2 separate regions of the Mus musculus genome follow, and region 2 is linked to region 1. The links are chromatin contacts, called in public HiChIP or PLAC-seq maps. All regions are on one chromosome and are shown on one strand. Each heading gives the region's core, a stretch centred on a gene start, on an enhancer-like site or on the middle of the called end of the contact. The rest is flanking DNA. Distances are from core to core; before and after follow the strand shown. Region 1 holds the start of Npm3 (nucleoplasmin 3). Region 2 has its middle 4.1 kb from the start of Gm29595.

Region 1 (5,387 bases), core at 1,449-3,948:
GTGAAGTAAGACCAGATGATAAAAGGATTCTGGAATTTTACAGCAAGTTAGGCTGTTTTGAAATTGCAAAAATGGAAGGATTTCCAAAGGATGTGGTTATACTTGGTCGAAGCCTGTGACACTTGTTGGTACTGTGAACTGTCCAAAAGTCCCTTAACTCCGCCTTGTGGTTGGTGGTTGAGGTCTTCACACAGTTCAGTGTCTGGAGCTGGAGCGGCAGCAGATCAGCCAGTTGACTTGGAAACAAAGATGACTGTAAAGCGCACCCATCACCTTCTCAGATGCTCACTGGTTGGGAGAAGATAGTATTGCTGCATACCCCGTGCAGCTTGTGGTGTGCTCCTCTTTGGGTCTTGTGTTAGGGTCAGGGCCTCTTACGTGGGGCTCTCTAGGGAGAGATTCTTAAATAAATGGAGTCAGCACTATTTTCTGCATCCAGTGTGGTTGCATTTCTCACCTAAGAGCAACGAAGTTCACTCTCTTTACTCTCCTTGGTGTGCTGGATGAAATGTCTCTGTTCTTTGGAGACATGGCTGGAATGAGAAATTTAGTGAGTTTCAATTTGGGCAATTTTTCTGCTTTTTGTAAAGTTCTGGGCAACTGTCTCCTGTAACTGTTGGTTCAGGCCATTGAGCTTTGTTAGGGACAAATGTGCATTTGTTTGTGGCCAAGGCCTAAATTGACAAACTTGTAAATCTCTGTATATAGATTAGCTGTAACCCGACTGTTCTTTGTTTACTGTTTTATATATTATGGGGTTTTTTTTTCCTTTGAAAATGAAAGGTGTTGGTTTAGGATGGCACTTTGAATTATGTAAATCAGTGAATGGTAGATTTCCTTTACATCTGTCCTTTTCTTCCTAATAGTTTTTATTTTTGAAGTGCCTCCCACATAGGGTTAGGCCATGACTATTTAGGGTATGAGCACCTAACTTCTTATGACTCAGATATGTTGGGAAGTGCAGTAACTCCTGGGAATTAACCTTAATAGCAGATCCGCATGTGAAATGTTCTGACATTGTTAAGTAAGGGTAAGGGGACTGACCAGTGGTCTCCTTTGTCCTTGAACAGTTGTCATTTAATCGCAAAGACCTGTTAACTACTGGTTTAATCGAATCAGTCCTTAATTCTTGCATGTTTGTATCTAATTTTTAAAAGAAAGAATAAGTATATGTTAACAATATGTATACTTTTTCTTTTAATCAGAGATTCTGAAAACTTCATGTTATTTTAATTTAGATTTGGTGAATTTAAGGGTTTTGAGCATGAAGCTGGCACATAGTGTCTGCAGGATTATTATTCTTTAATCATGGCTAGCTATCTAGTAACGTCATAGATTTTCAACAGTCTTTTGTTACCTTGCTTTCCTCCAGTTCTACATAGCTTTTGAACTTTGAGCTGAGGGGGGAGAGAGAAGAGGGAGCTTGAAACATTTTCCTTTCTAGAACTCCAGTGTGAGCTTGTGAGGTAGTCTTTTAGCACTATATAGAGTGGACCCAGGGAGGCCCAAGAACCAGAGGCCCAAGAGTGTGCTGAAATGTGCCGCCTCCTTAGGGTGCGAACCTTTGCGATAGGATGTGCTGTGAAACCTAAGTCAAGGTTGGTTTTGAAGGCTGGGGTGAGGGGCAAAATTGTTACTAGATATTAAGACCGTTTAATGTTCCTTAGCGTTCTGAATCCATCTCATGCCTCAGTGAGAATTACAAGGTTTTATTCAGAGCGTTTCAGAGTTTCATACGGAATCAGGAATTGAACAAGTTGCTTTTTGTTTAATGTTGGCTTTCAATAATCACATGGGATGATCTTCTGGACATAAGTGAAAACATGTCCAGGTCTCTACTGTCATTGCTGTAGGATAAAGTGCTCTGCCATCTTCCATGGTTATGAATATTTATTAATGTTGGAATAACATTTCATTGTTTAGATCACAGCTCAGTTCCTATAGAAAACGAACTGTAAACCTATCTGCAGACCATGCAAGAGGCACAATAAAACTTGAAGTGAATGTGTGCTGTGCTGCTTTTTCTCTGGGTTCTCCCTTTTTTTCCCTCACATCTCTTGATCCCTTAGGTATCCGAAGCTATTTCAGTGTAGGCTGGATTGAAGACAGCCCTGCCCTCCTGCCTTCCACAGCAAAGATTTTTCTCAGAAAAGTACATTTGTTTTTGTTTTTAAGTAAGTTGCTCTGTTTACTACAGGTAAAATTTGTGTGAAGTTGGGGGGGGTGTCACAGAGTTCCTCACTGGAACATGGCTTCATTTCCTTAGATAAAGGAATTTTGGTGGTGGAGGGGGGGGGTGGGTCGCCTAAAGAGGAGGCTGTACTATGAACAGTAGTTGATCTCCACATCTGAGTTTAGGTCTTGGCTGTCAAGCCTCCAGCATGATCAGGAAGCGGGGGGGGGGGGGGGGGGGGGGGGGGTGTGAGTAAAAATGGCTGCTCCGTACCCCAAGTTTACTGAAAAAGGAGATACGAAAGGTTTACACTAACATCTGTATGTATATATCCCCGGGTTGGAAGAAGGGGCTTCAGTGAGTGGACGCTAACTTTAAGCCCTCGTGGAGATTTCTTCTGGGGCCTTGTTACCTGTCCTCGTGGAAGAGGCGACGACTGCTCCTCCCTGCTTCGTGTGGCGAGCGCGGCTCCTTTAATGGGCGGGACCGGAACTGGCTGAGGCGGGGGGCGGGGCGCTCACGGCCGTTTCAGCATGGCGGCCGGCGCGGCGGCTGCTTTAGCGTTCTTGAACCAAGAGAGCCGAGCCCGAGCTGGGGGCGTCGGGGGCCTGAGGGTCCCGGCCCCGGTCACAATGGACAGTTTCTTCTTCGGTATTGAACGCGGGAGTGGCAGAGTGGTACGGGGCGGGTGAGGCGTGGCCGAGGAAGGCGGCCGGGCGCCGCTGTGGCCGGGCGCAGCTGTGGGCCGAGGGCTCCTCGCTCGCTCGCCCTAACCGGTTCTTCCCGAGTGGGATGCCCGTCCACGTGTTCTGGGCGAGCAAGCGGCCGGTTCCCCCCCCGCCGCCGCGGCACATGGCCGGGTGGAGGGGACAGCGGAGTTTGTGGAGCGTCCTCGCGCGCTGTCCCCTCCACGCGTGTACCCAGGCGACACTCGCTGGCTCTTGCAGGTTGTGAGCTCTCCGGCCACACCCGCTCCTTCACTTTCAAGGTTGAGGAGGAGGATGACACGGAGCACGTGCTGGCGTTGAACATGGTAAGGGGCCGCAGAGGGAGTTGGAGATGCGGGGGGCTAGCCGACACTCCGCCTGTCGCCCCTCTCCTCCACCCTCTGGTCCCCGCATCCGGTGCCACTGGGACTAGGCCGATTTTGGGGTAAGACGCCTTGGCTTTGGTGTCAGCCCTCCCTCACTTGAGACGCTGAGGTTCTGCCTGCCTTTCAGCTGTGCCTTACCGAGGGGGCCACGGACGAGTGTAATGTGGTGGAAGTTGTGGCCCGGGATCACGACAATCAGGAGATTGCAGTTCCTGTGGCCAACCTCAGGTTGTCTTGCCAGCCCATGGTGAGTTGGAGCCGTTCATTCCTCTCGGAGTCTGGTGGGACTGAGAACTTCGGTATTGATCTCCAAGTGGGTGGGCCAGCACGGCTCAGCCCGTCATTCTTGTCTTCCAGCTCAGTGTGGATGATTTCCAACTCCAACCACCTGTCACCTTCCGCCTGAAGTCCGGTTCTGGCCCAGTTCGGATCACTGGCCGGCATCAGATCGGTGAGAAGAGTGGGCCCTCTCCACTCCCGACTTACCCCAGTCTCATCTCCTAGTGTGTCCTGCATCTCAGGCTATGGTTCCAGTATTCTGTGCCTCCCACTGCCTCCTTCAGGCCTGGGAACTTGCTGTACCCTGCCTGCCCCAGGGGTCCAACTCCAGCGAGGTGGGTGGGCTCTTTTCCATCTAGACTTGGGGACTCTGGGAGATGAGGTTCCCTGTCAGCCTAGCAGCTGAATGAGTGGCTCTATCCTTGTGTATCCACCAGTTTGTATAAACAACGACCTTTCTGAAGAAGAAAGTGATGATGAGAGCGAAGAAGATGAAATTAAGCTGTGTGGCATCCTTCCTGCCAAGAAGCACAGGGGCAGGCCTTAGCCCCCTGGTGAGTGTGTGGGTGGAGGGTGGGGTCGGTTGGTGGGATTCCCGAAGGATCTGGGAAGTTTAGGGGCAGCAGGTGAGGAGGAAGACTCTGACTTCATTCTTGCTTTTCTCAGATCAGGTAACTGCTTGCTACAGGTGCCATGCTCCGTATGTTCCTGGACAAGTTCAAGAATGGTTTTCTCGATGAAGAGAATAGGGGGTGGGAGGGAGGGATGGACTGTGGTTCCTGAGGCTTCCCTTTTCTATTGGGGTGGGACAACCTTTGAACACCTCTTCTGACCCACCTAACCCAGATTCAGTCCCCAGCACTGCAAAAAAAAAAACAAAAAACAAAAAACAAAAGAACATGAAGTTCAGAACACATTTTTAACACTTTGTACTTTTTTTGATAAATATCTAAATAAAGTGGTGTACGGTTGGTTGTTTTGCAATCCTTGTGTGGCTTTTTCAATGCTGAGATGACATTTCCCCAGGGACCACCAGGTGGCACTGTGGCCGCACAAAGGTTGACCTAGCTCTTGAGTTGGTGAGATGTGGGATCCGATTCCCCAGGGCTTTGGGCCCAAAGCAGGCCTAAGTTCCTCGGCCTTGCTTGCAGAGGGGACCTCTCATTCCAGCCTGTTCCATGTTCCTGCAAGTGGGGGAGGGCCGTCACAGGAGGTTATCAGCTTCCAAACAAGGGGTCTGGGCCTCTGTCAGCACTCAGGCTGATGGGCAGGGGGACAGATAAGTGGACTTAAGAAACCTGAGGAATGCATCTCGAGCCCCATGAGGGGCTAGGCCCAGGGAGAGGGCCTGTGAGGGGTGGGGACCAGTCTCTGCTCCTTTGGTCTTTCGAGGTAGGTTCAGGGCCCTTAGAAACCTGATTCCCAGGGCCAGATGGAGGGAACTGGCCAGATTGGGTGACAGGGAAACCAGAATCCGGGTGGCCTGGCATATGGGGGCAGAAAGAGCCCCTGGGAATCAACCTCGGCTGAGGGGTTACCCCCCCTGCCCCCAGCACTCTGCCATACTGTCTTATCCCTAGACCGAGGTGGTTCTTGGGCCTGCCTACTGTTATGCCAGGAAGAGAAAAAGGGGTTGCTTGTGTGAGGACTGTGCACCCCCGGGGTCAGCAGTTCAGCAGTGTTGATGGGTTGGGATGGGTGGGGATCAGTGTCCTACAAACAAACAAAAGGTTACTTCCCCAGACAAGCTGAAGACTGACAGAGAACAGGGCCTGAGATTCAGGCCAATTCACACCAGCTGACCAACAAGTAGGGGGCTGGTTTGAGTTCAGGCCATTAACT
Region 2 (5,387 bases), core at 744-3,243, 440 kb after region 1:
AGACTGAGGGACCAGAGTCCCATGCCCGGGGGAGGGTGTGATTTCTAGGCTGAGGCATTTAGATCCTCCAAATCATCACTGCCCAATGCTGGCTGACACAGGACTGTCTTCCTCGTCATCTCCAGGGCCAGACCCAGTCCCTGTACCCAAGAAAGTGAGTCTGCCAAGTGTTTGGATAGGAGTGGAGAAGAAGAGACACCAGGGAAGATTGGGTATGTTCTACCTAAAAGTAGTCATCGTAGTGATGACCCAGGGAACACAGAGAAACTAAACCAGCCAGACTGGCTCTATGCAGGCTGATGTCACATTCGGCCCACAGTGATGAGAGCTGAGAGGTATAAAGAGCGGCAGGAGCTGCAGACAAAAGTGTGTTTTGCGTGGTGGCGCATGCCTTTAATCCCAGCACTGGGCAGAGGCAGGCGGATTTCTGAGTTCGAGGCCAGCCTAGTCTACAAAGTGAGTTCCAGGACAGCCAGAGCTATACAGAGAGACCCTGTCTCCAAAAAAAAAAAAAAAAAAAAAAAAAAAAAAAAAAAAAAGTGTTTTGGCTTGGTTTGCTTATTTATGTAAGAAATCACTGCTCAAGAATGAATGGAAGGGGTTGGGGATATGGCTTAGTGGTTAAGAGCACTGACTGCTCTTCCAAAGGTCCTGAGTTCAAATCCCAGCAACCACATGGTGGCTCACAACCATCTGTAATGAGATCTGACACCCTCTTCTGGAGTGCCTGAAGATTGCTACAATGTACTTGCACATAATAAATAAATAAATCTTTAAAAAAAAAAAAAAAAGAATGAACAGAAGGGGCAGGAGACTAAGTTGAAAACAGGCTAGCTTTCCCAAGGTATCTTTGCACCAGAGAAATGGGCTGCAAGTGTGAAAACTTCAGACCACGCGAGTGGCGAGTGCCTCCATATGGACTCCACAGTGGATAGAGGACCTGAAGGAACCTTGTGCTTATAGCTGGATGGGGCAGTTCCCATGGTCCTCTGCTGCCTCCCCCTGGAGAGGGCAGGAAGGGAGTTCTGCCCTCCTTCCAGCCGGATGCAGCTTGCTTTCTCTTCCTCATACCTGCCCCACCCAGCTCCTGGAGTTCAGACACTGGATTAAGGATCGCCAGAGAAGCAGACATGATTGAGATGAGAGGGCAGAAGGAAAGAAAGGGAAGGAGAGAGGCATTGATTTATTGCTGTGAAGGATTGGCTCACAGATCATGGAAGCTGAGAAGTACCAAGATCTGTCGCTAGGAGCTGTCACAGTAGAGCATAGTCTTAGTCCTGAGAACGACAGGTGGGAGTCCTGGTGGGAGGCTGAACCAGCAATGCCACCTCCTAGGGCAGGAGGACAAGCAGAGCTTGGTCTTCTGCTCTTTGTTCAGTGGATTGGATGCTGCCCCTCACCTGAGTGATGGCAGATCTTCCTTCTAGAAGCCGAATGACCAAAAGTGAACATTCTCCTGGGAACACCCTCACAGACATATCCAGAAATAACATTTTATTTATTTTTTTTTTTGTCACATCACACACACAGACGAGACAGACAGAGAACTTAGATATACCCAGCCTTAATGCTCATATGACAGATCCTGGAGTAGGGACTAGTGGAGGGTGGGGGTTGGAAGGTGGAGTGCACCGTGGGAGGTTGGTATGGATTGGGCAGGGAGAACTCAGTCTAGACACTCGTTCAAAGTCTTAAAAACACTTGAGGAGCAAGAGAGTGGGCAAGCATAAAGAGGGAGACTTATTAAGTAGAGAGTCTGAACAGGGGGCCTCCTAGGGGGGAAAGACAGGGCAAGGAGCTCCTCTCAGAATCCTATAGTCAGGCCTTAACCATCTCTGATCTGAGTGAGGGGTGGGCTGGCTCAGGCCTCCAAGGGCACCCTGAGAAGGAGGCCATGAGAATGGTTCATCTTTCTTCCTGTTGGTCAGTGGATAGGGCAGGCAGAGCCTGGGCTGCAGGTCTTCACTTCCACTTCCTCTTCTGAAGTCTAGAGTCGCTCAGACTCAGTCATTGTCTGATGAAACCACGCTACCACACAGAAGTTCGCTACACGCTCCCAAGTGTGTGAAGGAGATCAGACTAAAACATCTGTACCTCACCCCACATCCAGGACTCAGGGGAAGAAGGGTCAAACCAGTGATGTGGCTTCCTGCCCCTGGCTTGGTGTTCTGAGTCTGGTCTTAGAACCTCTTGTCCTTTGGTAGCATTTAAGGTCAGAGTAGGTGGGAGGGTAGATGCGTTGACCGTGGGAGGCCTGCCTCTGTCCCTATCTTTGCCCTGCCAGTTCTCAGTGCCCTTTGGAAGTTTATAGTCATATAAATCGCAGAGTCCCATACCAGGCTTAGAGCCTGTGACTATAAATAGACATGAAGTAAACAAGGTGGCAGATGCAGGGGCTTGGGACAAGACAGAAAATCTGCCCCTCTTCGCTTGGTCAGGGGCCAAGGCACATCCGTGGAAAGGGATAGCTTCTCTCTTCACCTCTCTTCCCCTGACTGCTGGCTTCTGGCTGCCCATGACTCTGGGCTTCTAGTCCTTTCTCTCTGGGGAATATCATCCAAGGCGATTTTCCGCTCCAAGTCTCCCTACTGGCTTGTTCGGTTTCATCTTGGCAAGTCAAGAGGACGGTGGGGTGTCTCCATTACTCTCACTACCCCCGCCCCAACACTCACATGCTGGCTCCTTCCACCTGCTTCATACTCTGTACCCAGTTCCTCTAACAAGTCTAAAAAGGTGTTGCCCCTGCTAACCACAGCTCTACCACCAGGGGTGCCCGGATTCCTCCTCTGCTCTAACAGCGGAAGGGATGTTAATGCTCTCAGGCAGGCAACTTACTAAGAAAACTGGAGAAAGGAAACACAGAATCTCACTTCCTAGCCAATATTCCTTGCCCAAGTACAGATCATAATAGCACACAGATTTCCTGCCATTGAGATTGACTGACAGCTGCCTTGTTAATTGGAGTTTCTTCCCATCACTCCTGGGCTTTGGCGCTGGATCCCAGGGCAGAGACAATTTAGGTGGCACTGCTTGGTGATTCTAGCCTGCCTTTCTTCAGTCCCACAGCTGGGCTGATTTACTGCTCTGCACTTGTCCTGGTCACAGCAGTTCCTCGACTCCAAGTGTCCCTTGAGAGATTTCAGGCTTCACTCACTTTCAGTACAATTAACTGTCTTTGTCCATCTCAGAAGTCTGAATATTCAGCCCTGAAATAGCTTTACTCCTTCCCAAGTCCAGCTCTCCAAACACTATAGAAATTAGAACAGGCCAGACAGTGGTGGCACACTCCCTTAGTTCCAGAACTTGAGAGGCAGAGGCAGGTGGATCAAGGACAAACCTGGTCTACAGAGCATGTTCCAGGACAACCAGGACTACGAAGAAATTAGAACTGGAATGTAGTATTTTCCTTTTCCAGGTAAAGAACCTAAAAGCAGAGAGGCTCAGTGCCAATCACAGTGAAACAGCTAACAGCATCCTTGATGACAAGGCTCATGCCCAGGCTGGGAGTATTTCTCTGTAAAGCTGGGATCTTTATCCAGACCTTCAACCTCCCAGCTCCTGGCAACTTTCTTTCATCCCGAGAAACAGCATAGCTGCTTTCATGGGTCCCTTATCCTCTGAACCCAGTCTCCCGCCGTCCGTCCACTTAAGCAGGGAAAGGGAAGAGAGGGGTTCTGAGCTTCTGTGAATGTGAATGTATGTTTCTCTGCTTCCAGCTCTTTCCAAAGCCCATTCCCTGAATCATCTGATAGCTTGTTGGGCAGATGATCCTGAATCACATCCTGGAAGTCTATCTTCATAAGGCCTGGAGAAATGGGAGTTATCTCTCCCCTGTGGGACTCCGCTCTTTCTCCTCCAAAATGTCAAGTTCCTAATTTGTTTATTTTTGAGTCAGGATTTTATGTAGTCCAGGCTGGCCCCGAAAGCACTGTGCACCCAAAGATATCCTTGAACTTCTGATCTCCGACCTTCACCTGAGATGAGCAAGTGTGCATTTGTGTTAGTATCCAACCTAGGTCTTCATGTGTGCTAGCCAAGCCCTCTATTAACTAAGTTACAGCCCCAACCCCGAGTTTCCTAATTTGATTGGCACAGAAAAACCAAAACTGCTTTAAAAGTGATAGCACCTGTGTCCTAGATGTGCACACACTCACTGTACATATGCACTGTGCTCTCAGCCCCAGTCTGTTTGAGAGGTCTTAGTCTGCTCCTGCTGCTATAACAAAATGTAAGTCACTAAAAATTATTCCCCACACTGTTCAAGGCTAGCAGAAGACTCAGGGTCTGGTCAAGGCTCCCTCTCTGCTTCATAGATGGTACATCTTGCTGCACCCTCAAATAGTAGGGTATAGACAGATAGGCTCCCCCAAACCCCTTCTTGTTTTTTTGTTTTTTGTTTGTTTCTTTTTTTATTTATTATTATATCTAAGTACACTGTAGCTGTCTTCAGATGCACCAGAAGTGGGCATCAGGTCTCATTATGGATGGTTGTGAGCCACCATGTGGTTGCTGGGATTTGAACTCAGGACCTTCGGAAGAGCAGTCGGTGCTCTTAACCACTGAGCCATCTCTCCAGCCCTGTTTTTAAGACAGGGTTTCTCATTGTAGTCCTGGCTGTCCTGGAACTCGCTTTGTAGACCAGGTTGGCCGCAAACTCAGACAGAGATCCACCTGCCTCTGCCTTCCAAGTGCTGGGATTAAAGGTGTGCATCACCACCACCTGGCTTCCTCCCAGCCCTTTAGAAGGACATTAATTTTATTTTTTAGATTTTTTTCTTTTATGTACATGAGTGCTCTGTTTTCATGCACAGCAGAGGAGGGAATCAGGTTTCATTAGAGATGTTTGTGAGCCTCCATGTCAGTGCTAGGGATTGAACTCAGGACCTTTGGAAGTGCAACCAGTGCTCTTAACCACTGAGCCATCTCTCTGGCCCCTAACAGACATGAAGGCAGGTTCTTACAACCTCACAGACAGCTCTTAATACTGTTTATTGTAGTGAAGGTTAAATTTCAACAAGGATTTTAGAGGGGTACAAACATTCAACCTCCTAAATTGGAATCTTAGGGTCCGTATGTCAAAGGAGTCACAGGAAGAGAAAATAAAAAAAACAGTGGTTGGATGGGGGGAGCTGGAGAGTGAGAATATGCTTCCCTGTGGTTCTCTTGAGGGCAGAGGCTGAGGGAGGCACAGGTAATGAAGGCAAGGAGAAAAGGACTCATGGACAGCTGAAAAGAAACTCCTTTGCACGGAGCTGGCAGATGGATGTAATCTTTAGAGGAGGAAGAAAATGCTGACAAGGATCAGGTGGGGAGAGTTCAGAGAAGGAGTCTAGTTACCCCAGACTACTCCCACCATACAGCTGGACTGGCGTTCCCAGGATGCCATC

Evidence for each region. HiChIP or PLAC-seq counts read pairs in DNA pulled down with a chosen protein or histone mark.
Region 2: a RAD21 HiChIP or PLAC-seq map of pro-B cells shows a contact between it and region 1, with 3 times the contacts expected there. The contact joins the enhancer-like site here to the promoter of Npm3 in region 1. A contact is called at or near these places in 12 of 39 promoter capture datasets (the 3T3-L1 cell line, the C10 cell line, the HPC-7 cell line and 8 more), 2 of 15 datasets of contacts at CTCF or cohesin (large pre-B cells and pro-B cells), 26 of 484 Hi-C or Micro-C datasets (the Ba/F3 cell line, the G1E-ER4 cell line, LSK cells and 6 more), 23 of 115 datasets of contacts at active chromatin or transcription factors (astrocytes, bone marrow-derived macrophages, cardiomyocytes and 14 more) and 2 of 9 other capture datasets (embryonic stem cells and embryonic tail).

Annotation. Positions count from the first base shown.
Region 1 is chr19:45,746,876-45,752,262 of GRCm38.p6, reverse strand. Npm3 (nucleoplasmin 3) reads left to right here and starts at 2,698. Exons shown (of 6, transcript NM_008723.2): 1 at 2,698-2,824; 2 at 3,121-3,206; 3 at 3,394-3,513; 4 at 3,624-3,717; 5 at 3,983-4,099; 6 at 4,212-4,529. The coding sequence starts at 2,707. The coding sequence ends at 4,092. Oga (O-GlcNAcase) reads left to right here. Exons shown (of 16, transcript NM_023799.4): 16 at 1-2,008. The coding sequence ends at 119.
Region 2 is chr19:45,304,742-45,310,128 of GRCm38.p6, reverse strand. No RefSeq gene overlaps it. Among named protein-coding and RNA genes, the nearest start is that of Gm29595, 4.1 kb to the right of the region's middle. Within about 2 kb of position 1,993, at least 59 of the 459 cell types and tissues checked have an H3K27ac peak or open chromatin away from gene starts, as enhancers often do. A contact at or near this core is called in the Ba/F3 cell line, the G1E-ER4 cell line, the HPC-7 cell line and 2 more, where this site is marked.